Linked DNA regions of Lactuca sativa: region 2 is linked to region 1. The links are chromatin contacts, called in public Hi-C maps. All regions are on one chromosome and are shown on one strand. The core of a region is the stretch at or near the end of the contact, and the rest is flanking DNA. Distances in the headings are between cores, read along the strand shown. Region 1 holds the start of LOC111896908 (ras-related protein RABA5c). Region 2 holds the start of LOC111896946 (transcription factor bHLH62).

Region 1 (3,283 bases), core at 512-3,011:
TAATATATCTAATTGCAATGACATAATACATGTCTTTGAGCATGGACAGAACCTTGTCGAACATTACCAACTCTTTGACTTCTCCAATGAGACATCTCTTAAGATTTCTATCATGCTCTCACTCTTGATGTTTTTAAAATGATAATTATTGTTTTCAAGGTAATATAATTTTTTTCTTAATCTAGTTTTATTTTAATATTTTTTTTATTTAATGTTATGTATACCCATTGTTATTGTTGTTTAATTTAGAATATTGGTCTTTTCGACATTTTCAATTATTTAAAAGATAGTTTTCCAACCTTTTATATAACAAATAATGATTTTAACTTTTTAATTAACAAATAATGATGTTTAACCTTTTAATTAACAGATGAAGATAATTAATAAAATCTAAATTTATCACTTTTTTGTTATTAAAAATGAATAAATAAACATTCTCAAGCAATTAAAATGCTTTCAGTTAAGTTTTTGGATGTGATGAACAAAAAATTCAAATTAATGTAGATACATAAATAGATATATAATTATATATGCAGTTTGTCAAATCAACATGGTTAAAAAAACAAAAAAAAATGGCAAATTTTACCATTCACGTAATAAAATCCAACAAAATAAATTTAATTTCGAAAAATAATCAAGAAAAGAATACGAAAAATCAAGAACAACAAGAGTATCTGGTTTGATCTTGCTTAGATCCAGCATCACCATCATTTGGAAGAGTGACCCTGTTTAAAGATAACTCGGCTTTATATGAATCTGAATTCAAAACTTTTCTGCTAACATTGTTGTAAATCTCACGAATCACCATTTCAAAAGCTGTTTTCACATTTGTTGAATCGAGTGCTGATGTTTCCATGAAGAACAATCCGTTTTTTTCTGCAAGGTTCTTGCCATCTTCAACAGACACAGCTCTGATGTTGTTCAGATCGCATTTGTTTCCCACTAACATTCTTGCCACTGTTGTCTCTGAATGAGCTGCATTATAAGGAATGAAATCTGTTAAAGGAATTGGAATTTGAAATTGGATATGACAAATTCAGGATTTGAACTGGAAGATCCCAAATTATGAATCCAATCAGAGTTTTTCTACATGGGATTAAATCACATCACCTCAGATTCATGTGATCATGTCCATAAGTGTTCAAATTCAGTCAAAAACATTTTCAAAACACTTGTATGCATCTCGATCTAGCTAGAAACGATTCAAATGAATTGATCCAAAGCACATAATGAACGAATTAAGCTAAAGCAAAACGAGATCAGATCGTAGTAAATTAAACTCACTATTGAGCTCCTCGAGCCATCGGGAGACGCTATCGAATGTGGTGCTCCGGGAAATATCGTAAACAATTAGGGCACCAACGGCACCACGGTAGTAAGCGGAGGTGACTGCACGGAAGCGTTCCTGGCCTGCGGTGTCCCAAATCTGAGCCTTGACCTCCTTCCCGTCGATTTCCATGCTCTGAGTTTGAAACTCGACTCCGATTGTAGCTTTGGAATGCATATTGAACTCATTTCGAGCGTAACGAGATAGCAGGTTTGATTTTCCGACTGCTGAGTCTCCGATGATGACTACTTTGAACAAGTACTCCTCTCCTTCGTCGTCCGATGAGTCCATTTTTGTGGAGTTGTGATCTGTTGGTGAAATTAAGAAAGATTTGGGGTTTAATTGTTTGATTGAATTTGTAATTTTGTAGTTGTGATTCTGATTTGGGAGGGTGGACAGCAAGAAACGGTTGAAGAAAGGCTGGCAGAGTTGCAGAGACAGAGATGCTTTTATTATTGGACCCCATTTTCGGCCGCCAAATTACTCAAAAAAATTATAAAGAAAAAAGAAAATGCAAATTTCCTCCATATGATATTTAATAAAATATTTTTAATTTCACAAGAAGTCAATCTTTCACCACTATTTCGTTCTATATTTGTTACTTTTCAATAAAAATGCTATACATAAAAGATATTAAAAAAAAAACACCACTAACAATGAAAGATAATCCCAATTGGAATGAGGTATGAGAGGTAATGATGTGGTCGTGTTTTTTTTTTTTTTTTTTTAAATATATATTTTATTATATACCTCTTCTATTTTATTCTAATTGGAATTACCAATGAGTTTGCTATTATAATGATAACGTGTAAATAGGAGAATAGAAAATTAAGTCATGTTACTTCATCAAGAAGCATAGAATAACACAGAGAATAAAACATAATACTAAACTAAACAAATAAAGTGTTTCAAATTAAATTAAACACAAATAGTTTTCCAAACAACTTAAAAACCCAATTGTTATCTACCATTAGAAGCCTTAGACTCTACCAAGATACCATCGGATCCCTTCTCACTCTTGTCCATTGAAATCCTAAACAAGAATCCTCACATTCTCATATACATTTTACCACATTTAGTTATCTATGTATTTCTCATATGATTAGCATTTTATGCAACTCTCAATTTTGTGTTATCACAACATAAATACCAATTGGGTTATAATACTAATTGTTTTCCTTACTATGAAAGATAAAGTTTTTCATTAATCATTTAAATGGTAGATCCACGATATAAGCTTCAATGACTCCTTCGAATAGTTCATTGGGATGAGTTGTTTTCGACATTTTTGGGATCATTTGCATGACAAAGATTGATGTAAAAAATTTAATACATCCGAGAGCATATAAGATATTGTTGGTAATTCTAATATCCAATAATGATTTATGTGAGCTAACATTTATATTTGATGTTGTGAAAATGTCAGTTGGGTTCCTTTATGATGTTACCTTCCAAATGATCGATCGGATACATCAAGTAGCGTGACACAACGCCATGAATCCAATCGAAAAAATTATGTTCAAGCCTAATGTTATAGATGAACTTTATGAAGGCTATCCATTAACAAGCTTATGGGGCCTATGTAGATTGTTATGACGAGTGCTTGAATTTTTTTTGTCTTGTAGCGAGAGGCACCAGAAGTAATATTCATTAAAAAATTCACATAATTTACCAAAGGATATTATCTGTAGTTGAGACTTGAGATTGATCTAAAATGGGCTAGTTCCATGAAAAGTTTTTTATGTCTACATGTTCCAAAAATAAAATTAGTTAATGAATAATAAGAGGGCGTGAGAAAGGGTGCAAAATGGTCATTTTAGGTATTTAGATTTCGTTTGACTATTGTTAAAGGACTATCACGACAATAGTTAGAACATTTGAAAATATTGTGAAAATATGCATACTTTTGCTTAAATAGATTGTTACGATGAATGCGATACAATATAATTAATCGGA
Region 2 (3,487 bases), core at 202-2,701, 180 kb before region 1:
TGTGACTATCCGTAGCTTGACCTCTTCTTGCTCGGACATGAATGTAGTCCTTCGGTGGCTCTGGTAGTTTTGCTGTTTCCTTCGTTTGCTTCTGATTCCCATTCCCATTCCCTTCTACCTTTTCCTTTTCCTTTTCCTTTTCTTTTTCTGTAGCATTACCTTCTTCATCCGACCTGCTTCTTTTTGCATCTGATTCCTCTTTTTCTTGTTCTACCACAGTCTGAAACAGAACAAAAAAAAGGTCTTTAATTTACAGAATTTCTTAAATATCAAAATTGGTTGTCGTGAAAGAGAAGAATTGAATGAATTTACCGTGGTGTCTTTTGTAGATTGAGCGCTGAATTGGGTTTCTTTTCCTTTCCCCTTCGGAATTGCCTTTCTCTTTCTGCCATTGGAACTGGTATGTTGACCTTTAATTCCGGTTTCCCCACCAGGGATCTGTTCGGATAAGGATGATTCCTCCATGGAATTATCCAATTCCTTGTTTTCTGAAGTCAACGACATGGATAACCTGCTGAATTTCTTATCAGAAGCCGGAATTGGAGTTCCAGTTCCTTCTTCTTGAATTCCCACGAACTGAGATCCAGTAGTCTTGAACGACTGATTACTTGACACTCTTGACAATTTTCCTGATTCCACCATATGGGGGAATTCGGATTCTTTCACCCCAAAATTCTTCCCACCAAAGCAAGAGAATCTGGCTGCTCTCTCGACAAATCCAGGATCTGCAGGGAAAGGGGCCAATGGTAATTGATGATTCCTGGGAATTGGCAAATTCCCTTGAATCTGATGATGATCCATTATTGACAAATTGAGCTTCGGTGGCGAATTCAATGGAGTATTGTAGCATGACGTGTTGGCGCTATTGTTTCCTTGTATACAAGACTGAGGTGAAATCTCCCCAGAATTACATATGCTTCCTAATCTACCAATCAATTCCCTGAGCACCACGTTCTCACCTCCACAACTCGGAATTGGGATTCCAGGATGCGAATTCACTGGAGATGAGACAATGGAACTCAAGGCAGATTCAAAGGGATCGCTCTGATCCATTGAATTATCCCAATTGCGATTGAAAAAGCAATTGGGAATCTGTTCGGAGCTACAATTCATTTCGCTAACTTGACTTTCAATTTCCATTCCGAAGACTGAATTCCAGGCGTGTGGAATCCCATTACCTTCAGTGCTAAAGAAGCTATCTTTTTCCATATTTGAAATAAGTGATCTGAATTTGTGATTGGTATTATCAAAATCCCAAAATGGGTGTCTGATTTTGGGGGAATTAAGAAAGGGAGATTGGAAACTTAATAATGTTGTTGGTTCTTGGAAGTCACTCAAGTCGAGTATGTGAAAGATAAAGGGGTTGTGTTGGAGAGCAGTTGGGTAATAACAGAAAAGCAGAAAGAAAAAAAAGGGGAAGAAAGTTGGAAAAAGATGGGGAAGGAAAGTGAAGAGGAAGCAATAAACAAAAGATTAAAAAAATAAAGAAGATGTCCCTTTCAACTTTCTTTTTTATTCAAATATAATAGGGTTAATGATATTACTAGCTAACAAAATATTTGAGATTTGTTTATCAATCATGCAAGGATTAATTATATTCGATAAAGCTCTAAACATTAAAAAAGTTTTAATGTTTGCAATATAAATACGACATCTTAAGTGGCTCCAACATGTCATTTTAATTTTTTTTCTAATGAGATATAACACTAACACATTACTTGTAAAAAAATATTTAGCAATCAAAGTTTTGATTGGGTCCAATGCAACAATAAATATTATGGGTGACAATCATGTAGTGTTCGGGTTAACATGTCATAAAAACTAAAACCGGACTTATATAAATATATATGTCGTCTTGCTCAAAGTTAACTCGGAATATTCTTAACATGTTAACCTGCATAACTCATTTAATTATACGAGTTTGTAGGTTCGTGGGGTCATATCCGTGTTCATAAGTCAGATTCAAGTTCACAAATCATGGGAAAAAAATCTAAATTTACGGATGTACTTGTTAGTCATACTCTTTAATTTATGTAATACATATATTTTTTACTTTTTTTTAAAACTAATAAAATAAGCGGGTTCATGGATCAACCCGAAAAATTATTTGCAAACCCAAAAACCATCTGTATAATAAATGGGTTGGTGAGTCAGAAAACTCAACCCAACCCTTTTTAGGCTGGGCGGATTCGTGGCATCATCTGCCGAACGCCACATCAGAAAAATGGGGGGAAGAAGCTCGGAAGAAGAAGAGACGGAGAATAGGAGGGGTGATCAGCCGAGTGAGGAAGAAGGATGAGACTCGACACATTTATATCGAGTTTGACCACTCAACTCATATATTTCCCCTTTTTTAATCTAATAAAATAAGCGGGTTCATGGATCAACCCGAAAAATTATTTGCAAACCCAAAAACGACCTACATAATAACTGGGTTGGCTAGTCAGAAAACTCAACCCAACCATGTTTAGACTAGGCGAAGTCATGAAAGCATCTGTCGAACGCCACATTAGAAAAATGGGGGGAAGAAGCTCGGGAGAATAAGAGAGGGAGAGGAGGAGGGGCGGTCTGCCGAGTGAGGAAGAAAAAAGGAGGAAGAGGGGAGGAAGAAGAATGAGGACACATTTCTATCGATTTTAGCTACTCAACTCGTCATGCCGAGTTGGTGGCCTAGTGTTCACCAAGTCCAAATCAGGTTTTGTTGAGGAAGACTGAAGCCACTCCGACAAACCTTATATTTATGTCGGGTTCGTAGCTGGTCACAGGTCTTGTCATGAATTGTTGCAATGCTAATCATCAATAAAATACATCTCTTCTTGATTAGTAACTTTAATACCATCACAATCTCATAAGAAAAGTTTAGGCTAAGAATATCACATGACACATCACCTCCGTTTCAAGAATAAAAATACAAACAAATGGGTATTTTTGTAGGTTTTGGACATCTAAAAATTACGGCGTTTGATAATTTTCCTATAACAAACCGGATAAATAACTTCATATATAAATTTAATCATAAAACAAATTATATTTAATCATAAAATAAAATACATATCATAACCAAATAAATTATATCAGATTGTTTACATTTACATTTAATATAACAAAATTTAAATGTAAAAAAAGAAAATTATATTTAATCATAAATTATATATATCATAAAATTTATATTTATATTTATATCATAAAATAAAATTTATATTTATATGTAGGATAAATTGTATTTAATCATAAATGTTTAGGGTTTTATTAAACCTACTAGTTTATAACCCGTGAAAACCACGGTTATAAAATTAATTAAACTTTTATATTAAAAAATCAAAATTATTAAACAATTATTTTAAATAAATTATTACTTAAGAGATATTTTTTACTTATATAAAATTATAATCGTTGATTTAAATAATTACGTGAATTTATATCACCTTATAATTTGTATTAATTTTATTTTATTTTTTAATTTAATGTTATTAACTTAATATAATTA

The links. Hi-C and Micro-C count contacts between places; a contact is called where the count stands out from the background.
Region 2: a contact with region 1 is called in a Hi-C map of leaf, with 4 times the contacts expected there. The contact joins the promoter of LOC111896946 here to the promoter of LOC111896908 in region 1. A contact is called at or near these places in 2 of 4 Hi-C or Micro-C datasets (both in leaf).

Annotation. Positions count from the first base shown.
Region 1 is chr1:88,663,513-88,666,795 of Lsat_Salinas_v11, reverse strand. It overlaps LOC111896908 (ras-related protein RABA5c), which reads right to left and starts at 1,761. Exons shown (of 2, transcript XM_023892876.3): 1 at 1,285-1,761; 2 at 479-975. The coding sequence starts at 1,618. The coding sequence ends at 656.
Region 2 is chr1:88,846,895-88,850,381 of Lsat_Salinas_v11, reverse strand. It overlaps LOC111896946 (transcription factor bHLH62), which reads right to left and starts at 1,451. Exons shown (of 8, transcript XM_023892920.2): 1 at 313-1,451; 2 at 1-220. The coding sequence starts at 1,209.